7 separate regions of the Mus musculus genome follow, and all the other regions are linked to region 1. Evidence: chromatin contacts called from public HiCAR-type and promoter capture Hi-C data. All regions are on one chromosome and are shown on one strand. Each heading gives the region's core, a stretch centred on a gene start, on an enhancer-like site or on the middle of the called end of the contact. The rest is flanking DNA. Distances are from core to core; before and after follow the strand shown. Region 1 holds the start of Vamp4 (vesicle-associated membrane protein 4). Region 2 holds the start of F5 (coagulation factor V). Region 3 holds the start of Blzf1 (basic leucine zipper nuclear factor 1). Region 4 holds the start of Rabgap1l (RAB GTPase activating protein 1-like). Region 5 holds the start of Gas5 (growth arrest specific 5). Region 6 holds the start of Ccdc181 (coiled-coil domain containing 181). Region 7 holds the start of Slc19a2 (solute carrier family 19 (thiamine transporter), member 2).

The links. Promoter capture Hi-C pulls out the DNA fragments that hold promoters and counts their contacts. HiCAR-type assays count read pairs that join an accessible place to other places. Capture Hi-C pulls out chosen DNA fragments and counts their contacts.
Region 2: a promoter capture Hi-C map of liver shows a contact between it and region 1, with 2.5 times the contacts expected there. The contact joins the promoter of F5 here to the promoter of Vamp4 in region 1. A contact is called at or near these places in 4 of 39 promoter capture datasets (hippocampal neurons, liver and pre-B cells), 1 of 115 datasets of contacts at active chromatin or transcription factors (pancreatic cancer cells) and 1 of 9 other capture datasets (liver).
Region 3: a HiCAR-type map of astrocytes shows a contact between it and region 1, with 4 times the contacts expected there. The contact joins the promoter of Blzf1 here to the promoter of Vamp4 in region 1. A contact is called at or near these places in 3 of 39 promoter capture datasets (the C10 cell line, embryonic stem cells and hippocampal neurons), 1 of 484 Hi-C or Micro-C datasets (memory CD8 T cells), 1 of 115 datasets of contacts at active chromatin or transcription factors (astrocytes) and 1 of 9 other capture datasets (adipose tissue).
Region 4: a promoter capture Hi-C map of pre-B cells shows a contact between it and region 1. The contact joins the promoter of Rabgap1l here to the promoter of Vamp4 in region 1. A contact is called at or near these places in 3 of 39 promoter capture datasets (hippocampal neurons, liver and pre-B cells).
Region 5: a contact with region 1 is called in a promoter capture Hi-C map of liver, with 3 times the contacts expected there. The contact joins the promoter of Gas5 here to the promoter of Vamp4 in region 1. A contact is called at or near these places in 3 of 39 promoter capture datasets (cranial neural crest, hippocampal neurons and pre-B cells), 4 of 115 datasets of contacts at active chromatin or transcription factors (astrocytes, embryonic forebrain, embryonic limb bud and 1 more) and 2 of 9 other capture datasets (adipose tissue and liver).
Region 6: a promoter capture Hi-C map of liver shows a contact between it and region 1, with 3 times the contacts expected there. The contact joins the promoter of Ccdc181 here to the promoter of Vamp4 in region 1. A contact is called at or near these places in 4 of 39 promoter capture datasets (hippocampal neurons, liver and pre-B cells), 1 of 484 Hi-C or Micro-C datasets (B cells) and 2 of 9 other capture datasets (adipose tissue and liver).
Region 7: a promoter capture Hi-C map of liver shows a contact between it and region 1, with 4 times the contacts expected there. The contact joins the promoter of Slc19a2 here to the promoter of Vamp4 in region 1. A contact is called at or near these places in 5 of 39 promoter capture datasets (hippocampal neurons, liver, pre-B cells and 1 more), 1 of 484 Hi-C or Micro-C datasets (B cells) and 1 of 9 other capture datasets (adipose tissue).

Annotation. Positions count from the first base shown.
Region 1 is chr1:162,568,872-162,571,891 of GRCm38.p6, forward strand. It overlaps Vamp4 (vesicle-associated membrane protein 4), which reads left to right and starts at 1,644. Exons shown (of 8, transcript NM_001356527.1): 1 at 1,644-1,909.
Region 2 is chr1:164,150,546-164,153,245 of GRCm38.p6, forward strand. It overlaps F5 (coagulation factor V), which reads left to right and starts at 1,290. Exons shown (of 25, transcript NM_007976.3): 1 at 1,290-1,575. The coding sequence starts at 1,418. It overlaps Gm16548 (predicted gene 16548), which reads right to left and starts at 1,672. Exons shown (of 3, transcript NR_037987.1): 1 at 1,314-1,672.
Region 3 is chr1:164,306,233-164,309,268 of GRCm38.p6, forward strand. It overlaps Blzf1 (basic leucine zipper nuclear factor 1), which reads right to left and starts at 1,252. Exons shown (of 7, transcript NM_001160209.1): 1 at 915-1,252; 2 at 207-284. The coding sequence starts at 246. Nme7 (NME/NM23 family member 7) reads left to right here and starts at 1,440. Exons shown (of 14, transcript NM_138314.4): 1 at 1,440-1,522; 2 at 1,828-2,018.
Region 4 is chr1:160,791,536-160,794,305 of GRCm38.p6, forward strand. Rabgap1l (RAB GTPase activating protein 1-like) reads right to left here and starts at 1,403. Exons shown (of 21, transcript NM_013862.5): 1 at 1,201-1,403. It overlaps Gm37083 (a long non-coding RNA gene), which reads left to right and starts at 360. Exons shown (of 3, transcript XR_003948752.1): 1 at 360-778.
Region 5 is chr1:161,033,314-161,036,013 of GRCm38.p6, forward strand. Gas5 (growth arrest specific 5) reads left to right here and starts at 1,288. Exons shown (of 11, transcript NR_166052.1): 1 at 1,288-1,406; 2 at 2,439-2,491; 3 at 2,670-2,700. It overlaps Zbtb37 (zinc finger and BTB domain containing 37), which reads right to left and starts at 1,536. Exons shown (of 5, transcript NM_001356489.1): 1 at 1,465-1,536; 2 at 775-971. It overlaps LOC115487643 (a small nucleolar RNA gene), which reads left to right and starts at 2,081; the gene lies at 2,081-2,160. LOC115487678 (a small nucleolar RNA gene) reads left to right here and starts at 2,537; the gene lies at 2,537-2,598.
Region 6 is chr1:164,274,212-164,277,163 of GRCm38.p6, forward strand. It overlaps Ccdc181 (coiled-coil domain containing 181), which reads left to right and starts at 1,387. Exons shown (of 6, transcript NM_029115.3): 1 at 1,387-1,550.
Region 7 is chr1:164,247,662-164,250,558 of GRCm38.p6, forward strand. Slc19a2 (solute carrier family 19 (thiamine transporter), member 2) reads left to right here and starts at 1,385. Exons shown (of 6, transcript NM_054087.3): 1 at 1,385-1,795. The coding sequence starts at 1,592.

The sequences.
Region 1 (3,020 bases), core at 394-2,893:
GCTCCTCTCCAGCACCATGTCTGCCTGATGCCGCCATGCTGATAATGGACTAAACCTCAGAACTGTAAGCTAGCCTCAGTGAAATGATTTCTTTTATAAAGGTTGCTGTGGTTACAGTGTCTCTTCACAGCAATAGAACACTAAATAAGACAGATACTCACGCTGACCATAGAAATCACATTTCCTAAGTTTTCACAAATGCTAGTGATAGTCAAAGGGTCTCTCCCACATTACTAAAGAAGAGTGGGGGCATATGTTCCTGGCCCAAAAGCAATCAAAATAAGTAGCCAAATTAAGGCATTATGACTAAATACAAAGAAAAATAACAGATTACTCATAAGAATAATAAGGCATGTATGAATGACATGTCCATTGTAGCTCTACTATCGTATTTCCTTATGCTGTTAACAGACAAGGACATTAACTAGCTAAGGAAACAAGGCAAGGAAGTTCGGCATAGTAAGCAAATATACGGATAAAATCATCAACTGAAGGGGCTGGAGAGACGGCTCAGTGAGAAAAGGCACTTATCCTTCTTGTTAACGACCCAGGTTCAATTCCTAGCACCCACATGGCAGCTTGCAACAGCCTGTAACTCCAGTCCCAGGGGATTTGAAGTCCTCATCTGATCTTTAAGAGCATCAGGCATACACATAGTAGTGTATGCACATATATGCATGCAGCCAAAAACACCCATACACATAATAAATCTTTTAAAAACATTAAATAAATAGAAACAAACAAACAAAAGACCACCTCTGGGCTGTCTAGTGACTCCGTGATAATCTCACTACCATGCCCTGCCAGAGACACAGACTAAGATACCTTCTATCTGGGCAGGCCATTTCAGTCCAAGTCAGCCAAGTTGTGAGGAGAAAACTCTCAACCAGTGAGCCCAACAGCAACCCTAACTAAAGATCGGGTGAAAGAGGGCTTTCTCCTGGAATTTTCCTCCTCCGGTTTGTTTTCTTGTCCCTGAGCATCTTTTCTTATTTTTGTGTCTATCAAATAACTGGCAATATATTTCCCCACAGTTTAAAAACTCTTAACAAAGGACTAATAACCATTAAGCTTAAAAGACTTGGAGGAGGATAAATTAAAAAAAAAAAGAAAAGAAATACACATTTCTACAGTTTTGGACTAAGTCTATCAACGCCAGACTTCTTTAAATAAATATGTCAAGCAGAGACTGTAAAGGAGATGAATTATTGGCAGAATGGCAATGTAAGGGTGGTTTCCCGCCTGAATCCCTATGTTTGGATCCTGCCATTTAGGCTACAAGCAAAAGGAATGAAACTGAGTAACCCTCAGCAATTTTGTAAATGGTATCAGACAGATATTTTATCACATGCGGCCCCTTTTACTCAGGTCCCTCAGACAGCCCGCAAAGTAGCATCTTCTACGGGACCTACATCCTAGTCACCCTTTCAGCTCCAGTTGAAAGACTTCTCAGCGTTCCCTACTCATCCCATGTACAACCCACGTGCTCCTCCATCGGATCTGAACGTCACAACCCCGGGGGATTCTCCCGGGTTCAAGAAAGACGGAAGCGATCGACCCGCTCAGGGTCTCCATTGCCTGAACATGTCCCCTCCGCCAGAAGACAAGACCCGGAGCGCCGAGACGCTCGATCTCCGTTGCCTGAGCCTGCCCCCTTGCGCCCTCTCCAGGACTCGGAGTACCGAGCGGCTCGATCTCCCTCGCCTGAGCCCGCCCCCTCTGCCCAGCGCCAGGCGGCGGAGCGCCGAGTCGCTCGATGAGCGGGGGCGCTGCAGCAGAGCGGAGCGGTGGCGGCTCTGCGCCTTCGGCCTTCCCCCTCCCACCCTTCTTCCTCCGCTTCCCGCTCCCTCCCCCGCCTGCCCTGCGCTGCCAGCAGGGACTGCTGCCGGGAGCCCATCGGAGACCGCAGGTATCCCGCCCCGGCGCGCCTGAGCAGGCAGGAAGCCAGGCGACGCCCCTGCCTACCGCCCCCAACGTCCGCTGGGGCTGGGAACCGGCCTGCGCGAGGGTCGGGTCGCGAGTGGGGAAGGCCGGGGGCCCGGGGTGTCCTGAGGAAGGGGCGCGAGGACTGGGGAGGGGCTGGGGCGGCCGAGGAGCTTTGAGATCGAGTTGCCCTCCAGGGGGAGAGCTGTTCCCGAGGGGGCACCTGTACGGGGAGTCGGGGGCCAGAGTTCCGAGCAGATGTCGGGGTGCGTGGCCTGGGGTGGCGGCGGCGAAGGGAGCCGAGGAATTGGCCAGAGAGGCTCGCCTGAGGTCCTTCCTCGGGGGTTCGGAGAAAGCGCGCATCCCCGCTGTGCTTAGAATGACCCGGGGGTGGAGGTGAATCCTTACACGTAACAGGTTTTGCGAGTAAGATTTCCAGTCACGATTTGCGTGGAACTGTTACCAGCCGAGACTGCAGATGAGAAATGAGGAAGAACTGGCGAGGGGGATGGAGGCTGAGCAAAGGAAAGCCGTGCCCAGCCAGATTCGAGCTTTTTTAGCGAAATGAAATAGAGCTTGTTTTGTCGAGGTAAAAAGCCAGTGTAGATTAAACAACAGGTTAGAAGTGCGTTACATGTAAAGCCACGGAATAGAGAACGTACTACAGAAGATGCATACGAGAGATTTGAGCAAGCGGGGAAGTACACGTAAGAGTCGTGCGATGTTGACACTTCAGTGAACCGTGTGGTGTTCCATCCACGACGTGGAAAGACATCACGATGACTCTTACTACGTAGACACGTTAACGACAAGAATATTTTTGGTAGGAGGAACTGTAGGCAGAATGGAGTCAACTCTGATTTCTGAGTACAGTTTATTTACGCTACTTATTTTTAATCTGTAAATATCATTAGTTGCGGGTAGTTCCAGGGTAGCTCGTTTATCTATCTGCTGATTTGCTGGTGGTTTGTTTATTTGTCTAGCCTGAGTTTGCTTCCTTCCTCAAACTGATAGCTTGGATTTTAGAACTTGAATAAGAGGTTTACTCCTCATTACGTTTTAGTGTCATACCGTGTAAAGACATTTTGTGAATTTGC
Region 2 (2,700 bases), core at 40-2,539, 1.6 Mb after region 1:
TTAGCAAAAGGAGTATATAATCTGAGCAGATTAAGTTCATGAAACGGAAAAGTCAACTGGAACCCAGAATCAGAGACAATGGCAGAAATTCTGACTTTAAAGAGCAGGGAAGCAGAAAGGGAAGGAAATCCGTGTGAGCATTCTTCCTAGTGTAGTTATGTGTGCACACATCTGCTAATTAATTACTTTTCAGTACATGGTCTCACTGCGTAGCTTAGGCTGATCTCAGGCCTCAAACTCACATTCCCCTGCTTCTAGCCCTCGTGTGCTGGGATTACAGGCATGTGCCATCATGCCTGACTCAAGAAGGGGCATTATAAACTGACTGAAGAATATCAGTGATGTGATCAGCAAAGAAACAGAAGCAGGAGTTGGGGGGAGGGGAGAAGGAAGGGAAGGGGGAGGGGTGGGGCAGGGGGAGGGAGAGGGAGAGGCTGCTGCGGAACCTGGATGGTACCAGATCACAATTTACTGGATGTGCTGGAAGCAGAAAGTCTGAGCAGAGACAAAGTTCTGGAGAATTCAGGGCAGGCCATCCTGCTGATTCAGGCATAATTCTCAGCTTTGCCACCAACAGAAAAATAAAATCTAAAACACCATGCCAAGGATACAGGAGAACGAGCAAAGACAAGATCATAGACTGTAGCTACCTAGGCCCTGGGGACTGTCCAGTTTACAACAGTTTGTCCCCTCCCAATAATAAGATCAAGGAAAACTAGAATTGCCATTCTTATTTTACAGATGTCAAAAGTATTTCTAAAGACATAGTTGGCCCCAGACCACACAGCTACTGACTATCTCAAATGAGTTCTCTAAACCCTGGTCTCGGCTACACTTGAGCTGGTGACAAGCCCTTACCAAGCGGTCTGTCCTAAGAGATTCAGACTGCTAACCTGTTGGTGGACCTGTCCTGAGGCTGTTTTCTGGTTACTGTGCAGTGCCATTTTCCTGGGATCTGAGGATGGGTGTTGGGTCTTACTAAGGCTTGCAGAAATCAGCTGACAAGCCTAAACTTTGAACCCCTACCCCATCCCCCCACCTCCACCCGCGCAGGTTAAGTGGGATTGCTGCTCCCACCTACGTTGAAGTGGGGGAAATGCTGCTTTGTGATGGGGCGGAGACCCTTGGGCACTGCTCCAGAGCCATAACCTCCAGCAGGCTTGCCCTTCCTTTCCCTCTACATTCCTTGTCTGGCATTCTCTCTAGTAAATGCCTGTGGCCACAGGGGGGAGTGACCTCAACAAGCCCCTGCCTACACTAGGCATAGAGGGAGGTAGGGTTAGACAGCCACCACAGGGGACAGGGACACTCACTGTGCCCTGCAGCTTCTTAGTCCTCCAGGGAGACAGATCAGCGCGCAACAGGGACAGAGCACTGAGCACTGTCGGTGGTGGCAGCGCGCGGCAGGACAAGGGCCATGCTCCTAGTCTGCCCGTGCTTCTTCCTCCTGGTGGTTCTGGGAACCCGCTGGGCGGGCTGGGGCAGCCACCAGGCAGAGGCCGCGCAACTAAGGCAGTTCTATGTGGCAGCTCAGGGGATCCTCTGGAACTATCATCCTGAGCCCACAGATCCAAGGTAACTGGGGGTGAAATCCAGGTGGGCTTCTTCAAGGAAGAAAATCTATTATAGTTGCAAGGGGTGGGGGTGGGCTGGGAGGAGGAGGAAAAGGAAAAGGAAGAGGAGGAGGAGGAGAGAGAGAGAGAGAGAGAGAGAGAGAGAGAGAGAGAGAGACTAATGTTGTGTGGGTGTAATTTTGTCTCTATGGACATAATTTATCATTTTGAGGATGTGGAAATTTCAATGTGAATGGTTAGCTGTGGCTTTCTTTCCAGGTGCAATCCCTAATCTGTTTTCCCCCCACGTTTGTTAGTTTAGTGTATTGATGGGTTGAAAGGACACACCTCCACAGCCCTCTTAGCCCTTCCTGTGCATTCGGCTTAAGCCTTTTGACAGTCTGCTTAAAAAAAAGAAAAAGGACCTTCTAGTTATATAATATTTATTCCTGTTAAACACAAGTTCATCTTCTAAAGAAAAAGATGTCAAAGCTGTCACCATGTACTTCATTATAAGGAGATTTTGTTGCCTTCCTATAAACGATTTTCACTGTGGGTTCAGAGGGAAGGGAAGGCACACTTGTATTTTCACTTTTCCTAGACTTACCCCTGGCTACCTAATGTGGCTTCATTTTTTCCTCTCATTTTGAGTTACTTCCTGGAATATGACTTATCCTGGGTATTTTGGTCTGCCCTGATTATTACCCATGTTAGTGAGCACATAAGGTAGTCATTCAAAGGCATGTCTAACTAAGAGGAGGCTTAAATAATATCAAACCTAACTTTGAGTTGCAGAATATATTTTGCTAACCTGCCTGCAGTTACCCAAGTCATAGATTCTACGTAGCACTTGCGACCACGAGTGTTTTTATTTTAAATGCTAAGCCTCGCTTACTGGTTGACGCATTTTTTTCCCTTTTAGTTGACATCAAAGTTTAAGTGATTGTGAAAGATGTGTTCCTCTTTTACAATTGCAAAACCAAAGCAATCAGCCAAAGAAAATAATGTAATATCTTGAAAGCAATGTGTAATGTTTTAGTATAAATGAATAATCAGCCTTTGAGTTTGCTGTTGTTGGTTCTGGGTTGTTTGGGAAGGCATTGTATTCAGTCTTGGTATCATGCTAGTGAGAAATATCACATCTAAA
Region 3 (3,036 bases), core at 2-2,501, 1.7 Mb after region 1:
CTGCCTTACTAGATAATCAAGGGGGAGCTCTCTGAGTTCAAGGCCAATGAGTTCTAGGGCAGCCAAGGCAACCCAGAGAAACCCTGTCTCAAATAACGCCCTCCTACTCCAAAATAAACCCAAAACACAACCCTCCCCCCCAAACCAAAAAAGCAACCAATCAAACAAAAAACCAAATCAATTATTATCAAAACAAAAACACTTACCTTTGTTTTCCGAACTTTTAAGGGTAGTCATTTTTTCCATAACTAATGAGAATACAATCCAAGACTTTCACCGAAGACCTAGAGATGTATACATACGAAAGAATTAAAGCAATAACAATATATTCAGAGAATGCATCTACTTTAAAAGTTATTTTTTAATTGTTTCTGTCTTTAGTACCCACGTTCTTCATTATTTCCTTTTGACGGGCTGTAATGTATACCTGTTAAATAATGAAAACCCAGGCATAGGTTTAAGTGGTCTCTGGAGTCTAGACTGTAGAATAGGTGACCACACGTCCTAAAAGCTGACTGTTCCTAGATGTATACGATTCAGTACCCGGTCTAACTTCCTGAACATCACAAATCCTTGCCCTGGGAATGCATCCTGAAACTCTATCCAATGGCAAACAGAGACTTTAAAGTCAGAAACTTCGCTGGGACCATGCGATGCCGATGAGCAAGTGTCCTTGTCTAAGAAACACCGGGTGAAGGTGTGGGGAGGCATGGGTGCCGAGTTTAAAAGGAGAGGAGGTGGAAAAATTAAGCCTGTCAGCCTCATTCCCCAGGAGTATGAGCCCAAGTTTGTCCCTGTCAGGAGGAGCCTCTTCCCAGAACAACCTTTAAATCCCAAACCAATGGCTGCCGAACTCCAGCCCAGACCATCCTCTTCCCACCGCGTCCGGCACACGGGCCGGCTCCAGGACTTACCTGTGATATCCTTACTTCAATGTCCACCGCTCAGGCTCTTCACTCGCTCAGCAGCCGGCTGACTTGTAAACTCCCCTGGCACTCGGAAGCCAACCCGCCCAAGCCTCCCTGACACGCAGCGCCTCGCTCACTCTAATCACTTCCTATTACACAGGGTTTCATTTCCGGAATGCTCTTCTGAAGGACAAGGACCAACTGACACTTCGTGCTGTGTGTAAAATGAAGAGAGACAGGGTCTACTATGTATCGGCTCGGAAAGCGAAAACTGGAAGATATCTACTTAAAAAAAAAGTACCAATAGATAATGCAAGCGGTATGGACGCTTAAACTTCCGGGTCACTACCAGCCAGACGGAAGTGAACGCGTTGGAACGGAGAAGGTGGCGTCGCGTTGCCCCAGGCGATGAGGCAAAGGGTGGATCTTTGAGTGAATGGGCGGGGCCTAATTACTCCCAGCCAATGGAGACGAAGCAGCTTCGAGGCGGCGTCTTCGAAGCAGTGGCTGGAGGAAGGCGGGGCTTGCGTTGCCAGAGTAACCGGATCATTGGTGGTGGTGTAGTCTTCCTGTGTACAGGAATCTATTTCCTGTGCTGAGATCTACAAACTATGGTAAGTGTTATAGGGAGGCCCTATGAAAGGCTCCGAGACCCTGGTTACGGAACATCCAAGTCTTTGGGCGATTGGGCACCCCGCCTTTCATCACCTCTTACCTCGCTAGGAGCAGTTCCTTCTGCCTCTGCGCACCCCTTTTCTTGCAGCACCCTAATTTCCATTTTAGCGCCACTAAGACCTCAAGCTAGAGCAATGTAACAGAAAGTAAATGGGGGTGATATGGAATCTAAGAAAACCCGATGAGAATTATTTCGAATAAACCGTTTATAAGCTTGCATTGTTTATCTTTTTCGTTTTTCAAGCTTGCAGACCCTTATCGACGTGGTGCTGTCTCAACACTAACTTGGATCTGAATCTCCCTGAGTGCTGGAGTCAGTTCTCCCAAGCGGTGGAGTTCTACCTTGCATCTCCTACCAGGACCGCTTAGTAATAGCTGTCTGCTGGCTCAGCGTCTAGTTCATTTCATACTTTCCAGATCACTGTGTTTTAGCAGGTATGTTTTTCAGGATTACTTGGAGAGTTCTAGCATTCACCAACACCACCATAAATTATGACTGAATAGGAATGGGGCTTGATACTTTGCGTTTTAATAAGCCTTTAGATGGTTTTAATGTACCCATTGCTCTAGTGCACAGAGTTCTAGTTAACTCATCTTTAGTCATCTCTGCACTTGTGCGTGGTGGACGGGACAGAGCAAAATGTTGCCTTCAGGTGGGTGTAGCTGTGACTTAGCAAGAGGCATCTGCACAATGAGGCTTTCTCATTGACTGACGTTCAGCAGTCCTTTTTGTTAACCAATCTGGTCCTTTGGTACCAAAGAGACCTTTTCAAACCTTTACTTCACAGACCCAATCTCTTTCCTCCCTCTTTTCTCCTTTCTAGGCACTTGACAGAATCTAAGAGGCAATGTATTCAGTATTGGATTCCAAATAATCAATGATTTTACCTATTCTGTAGCCTCGTATTTCTACTTTAACGAAGGAAGTGTGGAAGTGACCGTTCATCTGTTTTGCTCTTGATTTCTCTTGCTCCCATCTATTGTAACCATTTGTGGCATGAAGTTAGTTAGCATTTGATCTGGTGTGTGTGTGTGTGTGTGTGTGTGGTGTATGCTGATTTTGTTTTGTTTTGTTTTGTTTTTCGAGACAGGATTTCTCTGTATAGCCCTGGCTGTCCTGGAACTCACTTTGTAGACCAGGCTGGCCTCGAACTCAGAAATCCGCCTGCCTCTGCCTCCCAAGTGCTGGGATCAAAGGCGTGCGCCACCTCGCCCAGCTAAGCTGATTATTATATAAGTACTTTTCTTACTGTGACTCATGATTCATCAAAATCAAAACTTGGTCCTTGAGCATGAAGAGTGGAATTCTCCGGGCATGCAGGCTTACCTTAGAGACAGTCCTCTTACTGTTTGGTAGAAAAACTGGGGCTGGGGGTGGGGTGGGGTGGGGTGGGGGAGGCCTAAAAACAGTTAATTAAAAATCTCAGGGTTCCCCCTCCCCTCCATTTGCTGT
Region 4 (2,770 bases), core at 153-2,652, 1.8 Mb before region 1:
TACCTCCTGATCACGATTACTGGACATTCTACAGAAGTGCAGCGGCTGCCAAATGTAAACACTACTACAAGAAAAGTCTTAAGGTTTTCAGGAAATTGTGTTCTCTGAATTGTGACAGTCAACTATCTACCTCTTCTCATACACAAGAAAATTTAGATGCATTAAAATCATCTAAACTGTCCATTGGAAAAAAAAATGCATGCTTTGACATCTGTTTCCAAACAGCACTAAGCAGGTCAAGCAAGCCCTTACCATTAAAGGTTAGCGGTTCATTTAATTTGCATACCATCGGTTCTGAAAAAACGATCGCCTAAATTCGAGTCTTTTTCTGATATAACCAACTCTGAGAAGTCCAAAAAGAATATATAAGCACCTGAACGAAACTGTCTTGAGACCACAAATGAACTTCTCAGTTCAGCCTTCCTTGCTCCTGGCCACCTCCCCAATGGCCAGTGGCCCCTTTCCACATGCTGACGCACTGCCCAGCCCTGCACCGTTGGCGATCCGAGCAAAGTACCAGCTCGGTCTCAGAAACTTTGACTCAGTTATCAGGACACGGAGGACAACATGCGCGTGGGTGTGGATGAGTGTCTGTCGGGGCCCACGCGGTCAACTTTGAAGCGGGGCATTCCTGGCAGGTAGAGATCTGCCCAAAAAACAGCCTATCCCAGACAGCAAAACCACAAGCATCGCCAGCAGGAACGGAGCAAAGTGCGCGGGGCGGAGGAAAGGGAAGAGCGAGGGAAGGACACGGGATCCAACCGACGCTTTCAAGTGGGTAAGAAAATAAACCTGTCCACACGCCCCCCCGGACTCGGGGTTGCTGGGACTGCGAGCCCAGCAGCAGCCACATCCCGGCCACCGCCGGCGGGGGCGGCGGCAATGTCAGGAGGGCACACTTGGAGGCGGCGGCCGCCCAAGCCACCACCCGGCCCCAGGTGAGGGGCGCCAACCCCGCCTCCCGCCCGGCCGCCCCACCGCGACGAGCCAGCCACACGGAGAACCCGGGTGTCCCGGAGGCGGCCGACGGTGCTGAGCCCGCCGGATGCCTTCCGCCCCGCTCCAGCATCCCGGTCCCGGGCCGGGCCTCGCACCCCGACCCTCTCTGAACCAGCCGGGTCCACCTCAAAACCCCCCGGAGCGCGGCTCCCAGCCGTCAGGCCGCCCTCGAGCCCCCCTCGAAGGCCGCTTTCACCTCACCTCACGTCTCCGCGGCCGTGCCGGAACAACAACTCTGTCAGACGCCCGAGTCCCACCCGCCGCCCAGAGCTCTGCGGCCGGGCCCGTCCCGTTCACTCCGCCGCGGCCGAAGCCCAGGGAGGGCGGAGGGAACGGGGCGGAGGGAGCGGGCTGGGGAGGGGAGAGGACCGCACGGCAGGAAGAGGCGAGGGAGGGGGCGGACTGAGGAGGAGGCGGTCGGCGGGAGCGCGCGCGCCCGGCCCCTCGGCGCGGCGTGCGCGCTCCCGAGGGCGGAGGTGCCTTCTCTGCCTAAGTCGGCGGCGCGCGCGCGCGTCCACAGGCTCGCTTGACTCGGCTTGGCCCCCCCAACCCTGAAAGCGCGGAGTACAAACCTGAGCAGAGGGCAGAGGGCGAGCTAGGAGAGCGGAGGCACGCGAGGACCTCCTCCAGCACGCGTGCTGGTGCCTGGCAATCATCCCCAGCACTGACTGAGTTCTAAGTCCCTTTTGGGGAGATTCTTTCTTAACAAACCTGTTTTACATATTTCCATTCCGTGAGGCCAGTAAGTCACCTCGGAGGACTAACTTTTCCACCGGGACTCTTTGTCCTTTGAAGGTGCTTGGAGGCATCCCCCTTCATTGATTCTTCCAGACTCAGACTACATAGGAAAGCGCTAACCCAACGGTAAAGGCATCCCGGGTCTCACCTTTTAGCCTTTCAGAGAGTAGATTTTGGAGGACAGATAAACTAAAGTATTTACTTTCTGCCACAAATATTGTACTAATTTTTGAACTGTGAATTTTTTCCTTTCTAGATCAAGCAGCCAGAAAAGACCTGTACATTCCTTGAATCTCATAAGAACTTTTTTTCTCAGGTTTATGGCACAAATATGTGTACCCTTAATCTGTGAAATATTTTAGAGATTCTAGAGGGACCTGTTCACCCATTTCTGTGCCTTTCATGATGAATCCTACCTGGCTTATAGAAAGTATCCGTTCAGTAAATATTACTGTTTGAATTGAATGTGTCCAGAGATTGGACCTCTAGAGTAGCTTCTTGAGTTGAAAGTTCTCTTTTCTTATAACACTTCAATTGGTCTGTCATTATTGTCCACCCAGATCCAAAAGCTACCCTGTAACATTTGTCAAAGGACCTTCAAACCCAAGTTTCTTTTCTCCTTTTTCTTAATGTTAATGCCTACAGATGCTGTGTCATAGCAAAAGTGTTCCAACTCATTCGGGTTTCCCCTCCGTGTTAGGTCCTTCCCAGAAGGTATTTTTGTTAAGCTCTGTACCCTGAGTAGACCTCCTAACCAGAACCTGACTCAATGCTTTAAGTTTGATACCTAATAAAGTTAGGATCTAATTAACACAAATCATCTGTTGACTTCCACGTTTGCAGAGTCTCATTGTAAATATACGAGAAGTAGATACTGAGCCAGGCTCTATGAGAAAATCAGCACACGAAAAGGCCATACATAGCATTTGCCTTCAGGTATCTTCTAAACAAAGCGAAGTTATTTGACAAAGGGGACAATGAAGGCTAGGACTTAGCTCACTTTCTCCTGTTTACCAGGAGGCCAGGCCTAAGA
Region 5 (2,700 bases), core at 38-2,537, 1.5 Mb before region 1:
TCCCCATGAGACAGTGTCCCTCTATATAGCTCTGGATGCCCTATAACTTGCTCAGTAGACCAGACTAGCCTGGAACTTAGCGATCTACCTCCAGGAATGCTAGAATTAAGCCACCCACCAGATATTTGTTTTTGACAGGGTCTATGAAGCCCAGGCTATTCCTGGAACTCACTATGTAGACCATCTGGTTTCTAACTCAAAAAGAGCTGACTGCTTCTGCTGAGATTAAAGAATGCTCGTGTTAGAGGTGTTTGACTACCATGCCCGATTAGGCCCATATTTTTAAGCTTACCAGTTTGAGCTCCCACTTTTTGAATATGGGACTCTGAGGTGACTCTGAGAAACATTCCACAGCCCTGTCAGCATTCAATTCACATGCAGAGAATTTGTGGCCTAGTTGCCAGAGTTAGCAAAAACTAAGTAATACTTTTTCTCCCCAACAAACTTGAAACTTGGGTATTCCAAAGTGGTGATGCTACTTTGACTGGGAAAGTTGGTTTCCCACAGCTGCTGACAAAAATAAAGCCTGAAATTTCACACCACAAAGACTGCAATTGCATCAAATAGTCTTAATTAGTTGAGGGTAGTTCCAGTATACCACAAGGATTTAGGCTCACCGTGCATCCAATGTTTCTCTAAATTTATGAGACTACACAGCACACCAGGAAGTAGTCCGGACAAGCTCACTTTATCACCTCGCATTTACAATACACTTATTGAGTAAACAGGTAAGTGCAAACACGGCTTTCAAGACGCAACTTTAACCAATCTGACCTTTTTCCAAAGCGTTATTGTTTGTTTTGAAACTTTTAATCCATTAAGTGCCTCTGTCGATGCCATCACGAATTCAGATGTTTATTTTGGAGCCTACACCAGCGCCTTTTTTGTTTGCTCTTTCCAGCGATTCCCCAGTGAGGAGGAAGCCCCTGGAGTAAAGTCTTTCTCTAGCGTCGGCACTGAAGGGGCGAGAGCTGTAAAAGGGAGAATCGGGAACGCTGGGGTTGGCCAGTCGGGTACTGGGGAGGCCTCTATCAGTGTCAAGAAGCATGGGAAAAGGGGGACCTGGCTAAGCGAGGAGGTGGCACAGATGCCGGGAAGCTCGACAGGAGCAGAGCCCCGCGGCAAGGGAGTTGCGGGCGCACAGGTGAGGCGCGGGACCGGGAAGGGGGCGGCGCCCCGGGATCGGTCTAGGGCGGCGGAGGTTGCCGGGGCGGGGGTGTGTCTGGGTGTGGCCCCGGCGCGCGCGCGGGGTCCTGAGGGAGGGGCTCGCCAAGGGGGCGGGCCCGCGAGCTCGACAGCCCGGAGCCAAAGGGGCGGAAGGTCGCCGAGTGCTGGGAGGGGAGGTGGGGCAGCGACTGAGCGCCGCAGGAGCTGGCTGCAACCCAGACGCGGCCCGGGAGCGTCGGGTATGAGCTAACGGGGCGGGGGTGCGGGGAACGAGCCCAGTCAAGGAGCAGCACCTACCTCCGGGGGTGGAAATGGGCCGGAATGGGCCGGAACACCGTCCCGGAAGTGAAACCCCCCGCCCCCTCCTCCGGAGCGAGCGACGTGCCGGAAGGAAATCAGTCACCCTCACCCCGCCCCACCCCCAGCGCTTTCCTTGCAGGAGCCCCCTCCCCTCAGCCTGTACTCCTCAGGGAGGCGGAGGGCGGGCCTATCGTGCCCGCGGCAACTCCGCCCTCCGGGCTCTCGGGGGCGTGGCCAGAGGGAAAGTTTTGTGGGCCTGAAGAAGGTGGGGCTTGAGGAGGAGTCTGAGGGCGTGTGAGGGGCGGGGTTTAAGTGGACGCAGCAAGCAGCTTTGCGTCTTGACGTCACGAAGACCTTATATACTCGACTCAGCCGCCATCTCAGCCTTTCGGAGCTGTGCGGCATTCTGAGCAGGTATGCAATTTCCTGAGTATGTTATGGCTTCGGGCCTTGGAGGCTGAAGCACTGGAAGCTGGTGGGATTCCCGGCGCAGCCGGTGAGCTTAGTTCAGGGCACAAGCTGGAAACTTTAGGAGGTTGGTTCTGCGTGTATTTGTGACATAAAATAGCATTGGGTTTTGGTCTGGACACCAGACAAAGACGACTCAGCATGCGTGTTCATGCTATGATGAAGGCTATGTTGGTAGGGACAACTGAGCTTGTTGATGAATACCAACGATTCTGATGGCAGAGCATGCTGAGTCACCTCGTGCACGGTTCAACGGGGGTGGAATGCGAAGCCACGCGGTGTTTCTTTCGCGATCACCATGGGATGAAGGCTTTTGCTAGAGATTGCCAGCAGGCCTTAGTCACTAACAAAGAGGACGATTGCTCTTGGGAAGTACCTGGATTAGAGACTTATATGTAACTGCTGGATATGTGCAACTCAACAGTGCCTATGTGGACGGAGTTCTTTGTAAGACAGGTCCATTTTGTGGAAGTAGAACTACTAAAGATTAACATTTTTCTTAGGAATGGCAGTGTGGACCTCTGTGATGGGACATCTTGTGGGATCTCACAGCCAGGTAACTCAGTGGGGGAGGGGCATGACTAGAACATAATGACCACAAAGCCCATGATGGTATGAGAGTAGTGGACAGAAGGGATTTCTGAAAAACACTTTTCTGAGGCTTTAATTCAGCTACTGGAAAGGGTTTAGTTCCGTGAAGAAGGGGACTGACTGTTCACATCTCTTATTTCCAGTTCTGTGGCAAAGGAGGATGAAGGCTTACGA
Region 6 (2,952 bases), core at 137-2,636, 1.7 Mb after region 1:
GGTATTTCTGTGAGGTGTTTCCACCAGTTCTTACATGTCCTTCGTTTTCTTCCCTTGGTCAGTCATGGTTAGCCTATGTACACTCAGCTCACTGGAGAGAAGAGGCATTAAATGATGTGCCTGCATAAAGTGTGACATAACCCCTCTCTCATTCCTTCCTCCCCTGCGGGTAAGTCTTGAACACTCATGATACATCTCGTTATTCTATGATTTGATCGTGAACTTTCTAAAATGTCCTGTTTTCGAGGTATTTTCCTCTCTCATCTCTGATGACCAAAACCCCACTTCCTTCAGAAACCTTCATTATCCTTCCTCACCAAGCTTGTAAATATTACAGTTAGTTCCTTTTAAAGACCTATTAGCCTGGGGAACTCAAGAACTATCTATCAAACATTTATATGGCTGGAGGCTTGTAAATGTCTAAACCCAGTCTCTCCTTGAAAGGGAACTCACAGTTTCCTAGGAATGACTGCCATGAATATTTTTGCATGGAAATGAGACATGACAATGTTTATCCCCAGATCACATTGTTGGCTTCCAAGTTATGCATGTAATTGCTAACAGGCAGTGAGGCATAAGGTTTTGATGTATGCTTCACCCTATCTGGTATATTTTGAGTCAACAAAACAAGTTGATGCCTGTCTTCCCACAAGCTATCATCTCCATGTGTAATGCCCAGCCCGTCTCCCATAATTTATACTATTTTTCAAAAGTAAGCTCTGGAGTAAACTCTTTACATATATAAAGATATATATATATATATAATCAAGGAGAGGTTAATATATTAATATATATTAGCTTATATATGAATCTCTCCTCGATCCACCTTTTTTTTTAGATGAATTTGTACCTATGTTATATTGCCCTTCTATTTACACTCTGTGAGCTCCTTCATGGCTGGCCTATTATCTATCACCACAATCTGAATGTTCTCTTATTTTCCTATTATCCCCCAAGGTATTAAGGGAAGTTATGGGAAAACTGTAGTTGCCTCTCTTGATGAGTTTGATTGCTGGAACTAAAGTTCTATTTTCTTTCATAACTCCTTTCTGTAAATACAATTTTGGCTATAATTTCTTTAAGCTGAGGGTCGAAACAGCAATTAACAACTAGCAACTGTTATCTTTTAATATTTACTTGAGGAACTGTTATCTTTTAATATTTACTTGAGGAAAATGAACACAGAAATGCACTTTTATTGTTAAGTTTTGGAAACAAATTAAAAATCTGACTACAGGTATACAAAATCCACATTCAAGGCAGAAAACCAAAGGGGATGCGAGTCTTCCGGGTCTTGGAAACGCTGGCCGGATGTAAGGCGCAGGTGTTCGCGGGGATCCGTTCTGCGCCTGCGCGCGATCCTACCCCGCCTCAGTAGTGGGAAGTCCGGAAGAAGGCCTCAGAGGCGCGCTGTTGCCATGGCACCCGGGTGCTGGGTGCTTCAGGAGCAGGCCCCGGGGTGTCACCGTTGCCTCGTTGTCAGAGCTTAGAAAAGGAGAAGAGAGCTCCTGCGGCCATCTCTGTGACCCCAGCCGCTGCATCTTCCACAGGCAGGAGGGGACTTAGCGGGAGAGGAGGGAAGGACAGGCAGACAGGTGGCAGGAGCAGGGAGAGGATAAACGTCGGGGCGAGGTGGCAGGGAGGCGGCTGAAGCGAGCCCTCTTCCAGGGAGAAGCCCCAGGATCTCCCCAGCCCCGCACAGCGTCACTTCACCATGCACCAGGAGAGCCCCTCAGAGGACGGCTTAGACGCTTAGAGTTTTTGTCCTATCATTTCCCTTCTCAGAGTTTAAGACTATGAAAGGTAGCTTGCGTGGAAGAAATCACTCCTGAAATGTTAGCTTCCACACATAGAATGCTATATTCATTCCGTTGGTGCTTCAGATGTTCAGCACGAATCCAAAATTTTACCTAATTTTGTTAAATATTCCTGTCAGAGCTTGTAACAGATGGTAATTTAAAAAGTATTTCATAACACCACAGACTTATGGGGATGCAGCAGGAAGGATGGACCAGATAGTTTCATAGTGCTGTAGAAGTTTGCTTAACTGCTTTTTAAAATAAGGTGTTTTTTGTTTGTTTTTGTTCTTGTTTTTGTTTTGTTTTTGCTAAATGCTTTTTTTTTATATGGAAAGGTTTTCTCTTTACTGTTTATTCTTTTGGTTCTAGGTGTTTCAACAAATATTGTTTAAAAGGTTATATATGTAGGGGTGAAATAGAAGTATTGGGTTAAAGTATTTTTAAATATTTTTAATCTTGTGAGAAAGTTACCAAATATAATGTGCATCTATGCCTGAGGTTCGGAGCCACATTGCAAGGTCTTCAGACACTGAGAATTTTTCACACACTTAAGTGGAAGGAACTAATTTCTGCCACTGCAGTTTACTATTGATCTGGCCAAAAGCACTTACAGAGATTTTTTTTTTAAATTGATGATAAACTTTACATTTTATATGTGTAAAAAAAAATCATAGTAATAAAATAGGAAATGCTAAGAAATGCGGTTCATGGAAGATACCATTTTATTCTAGTGTGTTGACATGTGTATCATGTGAGCAATGCCCTGGTGGTGATGGTTAGGAAGCCAAAGGGTTGAATATCCTGTGACTCATTTGAAAGGCTTACGGGGCTTGGCAACAGGAGTTCATGTTTATGTTGCTTGTTTACGCTAGAAGCAGTGGAGATGTTTCTTTTTGGAGCTGTAGAAATTCAATTACACTTCAGATTTGATCCAACTTCATTTATTTTTCATTTATTTTGCCTGTGCCCTTTTAAAACTTATATTTGTGTGATTTTATTAGGTCTTAAATATATATGATATATTTTTATTTGTTATTGGTTCTGGTTTTGAATTTAGCATTTTAGCTTTCATGTAATTGATATTTTAGGAGCTCAGAAGTATGAACTATTTCAAACTTATTATTTATGAGCTCAGAATTATGTTTGATATAAG
Region 7 (2,897 bases), core at 135-2,634, 1.7 Mb after region 1:
CAGAGTCAGTCTGTGAGTCCAGCAAAAAGTCATGCAGAGGGCGATGAAAGAAAGCGCTGGGGATTCCTGCCACGGTTTGCCCTTGAAAAACTTCTGACAACAACCTGCCCTCTTATTGCCTCGTTTTTCTGTTTTAGTGAAGTGTTTTAGTGAAGGATCGCTCAATGGGAACCCAGGAGGTTCGCACAGTGAGCCCTTTCAGTCCTGCCTGCCAGCCCTCAGGTGTCTAGTTGGTCCTTCTCCTTGGAGACGCAGTGACCCAGGCAGAAATGAAAGAATGAAAATTCAGATCGCCCTCACTAACAACAGCAGTCTGAGAGGTGAATCTCAAGACTGGGAGTCGCTGTGACCAGAGGTGCTGGAGAGCCAGCAGCGCATGGTCTGAGCCAGATTTTGTAGCCAAGAGTAGGAAAGGGGGAGTGCAGGCTCCCTTGGAGAAAGACGGGGTGATTAGCCTGTCTGGATGGACCGAGAAGACAGAAACCTCCCAGTGTAGGGTGGGGGTTAGCTGCTTTTACTTTTGAACCCTGTGGGTATTTCGTGAGCGGCACACTTCCTGAAACCTTGAGCCCATTTTAGGGCCTAGGTTTTTAGGGCGATTTCCTTTCCATAGGATATATTAGTTAATTGTTCTTTGTATCCTGCCAACAAAAAGTGACGAAATAAAGCAAAAGCCTCTTGCTGATTAACTCGGTCATCCTCGTTTTCTTTCTGTCTATAGTAAAAGGCCCCAAATCTCAGTTCTCAGGTCCAGCTTGTGTCTTTCTACCACATTTAAAGACAATGTTAAAAAAAAAAAAAGCAAACTAAATCAAACCCAGCAACAACAACAAAAAGCTCTTGGAGCCCAGGGATTGCATTCTCCCGCCTCAAGGTTAAAGGTTTGCAAGCCTGTGTCATCATGTGTCCCGGGCAGAGGACCAACATCAGTAGGTTGGCAGATAAGACTGAGCAGACTCGCTGCGATGAAGCACACATCCGGGGATCCCGCTCTAGGGAGCCTTCCGGACGTGTGATCGGAAAATGCCTGGTGACCGATCCGACCAGGGAGGGTGTGTAGGGTCCTCGCCACAGAGTCCAGACATGGCCCCTAAAAGTCCGATGTCCCAGAACCCCTCACGTCAGAGCCCGGGCGCGCAGCCCCAAGCGGCCTTTCTGTCTTTTGAGCCACTGGCCAATAGGGAAGCAGGGAGGTTGGCTCCGGCCGGGAGGCATTGGCGAGGAGGAGGTTCCCGGGGGCGTGGCTAGTGATCGTCTGCTGTGGGTGGGCGTGGCGTGGGGCGTGGCCAGGCGGAGGCGGGCCAGACCGGGAGGCGGACCTAGGGAAAGGGCGTTCTGCGGTCGGGGCGGGGCGTGGGGGCGGGGCCAGGCGGGGTGGCGGGCCAGACCCGGAGGCGGACTTAGGGAAAGGGCGTTCGGCTAGCGAGCTGTGGCCGCCGGCGGGCGGTGGGGACTCCAAGCACCTTGACCCTGGCGCGAGGCGGCGTCGCGCACGCTTACAGGTGCCCGCGCGGGCTCGCGGCTCGGGCGCCCTCCCGTTGGCCGAGAAGGAGGAGGGGGCCGTGTCGGCGTCCAGCCCCTCGCGCCCAGGATGGACGTGCCAGCCAGGGTGTCCAGACGAGCGGCGGCGGCGGCGGCCAGGATGCTTCTGCGTACTGCCCGCGTCCCTCGCGAGTGCTGGTTCCTGCCGACCGCGCTGCTCTGCGCCTACGGCTTCTTCGCAAACCTCCGGCCGTCGGAGCCGTTCCTCACGCCCTACCTTCTGGGACCCGACAAGAACTTGACCGAGAGACAGGTAGGCAGGAGCGGCAGGCGGGGAGGCCGAGCATGTCAGATGTTTGTGGAGGGTCTGGCGGCGGAGTCCCGGAGCGGGCTACGCAGATATCTGTTCGGATTTCTGCTCGCTTGGAAAAGTGGCCTTACTCTTTGCGTTTCTAGCACGTTCCGTGCGAGACTAAGCAAGATGGGCCGCAGCCCACGTGCATGTGTGTTTCAGGCCGTATGTGGATAACCCGGTTCTGCCCGGACAAGTCCTGTGGGAGCTGCTGGGGACCGGGGACAGTGCGTGGATAAAGAAAACAGTAAACTCGACTTTCAGTAGAATATGTACATATGAGTGTTTGTATGTATATATGGATGGATGTTATTTGGCTTTGTTTTTGTGAGAGGGTCCCCCTTTCCTTCCCCTCCTTGACTTTGTTTACCCCTGACAAGATAGATACGCGCTATTACAGAAGGACAATACAGGACAGTAGTACGCCATCCGAATATGGGTGCTTGATTAGGTAAGACTGTGTCCAAAGATTTACTGCACCCTCTGAAGTCCGTCTCTGGGATGAAAACAGACGGTGTCATATAATTGGTACTTAGCTTTTCTCGGATGGTGAAGTGTTGCTTCACCTACAGGTTTTATCCTCCGTACAGGTGTTTTTGAGGGCTGTGATGCACATGGGCCATGACCAAGAACTCCTGCGCAGACATTTATTCAAGATACAAACTTGTACGCACAGCACCACAGAAGTGCATAGTATACTTCAGAAATGTGCCTAACTCCTGTGATTAAAGCTCATTATCCCGGCACTTGGTTTTGTCAGAGGAGCTTGTAGATGGAGATTGCTGCTCCAGGACCCTTTCCTTGAGTATCCAAAAGAGTGAAAGCTCAGGTCCGATGTCTTTTCCCTACTGTCAGATGAGTGGATGCTGAATAATTGCCACCTTCTTCCTATACCCGGTTTCCTTCCTTACCGCGCTGCTTCCCTGCCCAGGTGGCTGTAGAATATGACTCCCATTTAAGCCTCCCTGTCATTTCCTGTCAGTCATCACTTCTGAGGAGCAACTAACTCAATAACTTGGCATGCCAGGTCAGAGCAAGAGGTGACACTACCAGACCCATTTCA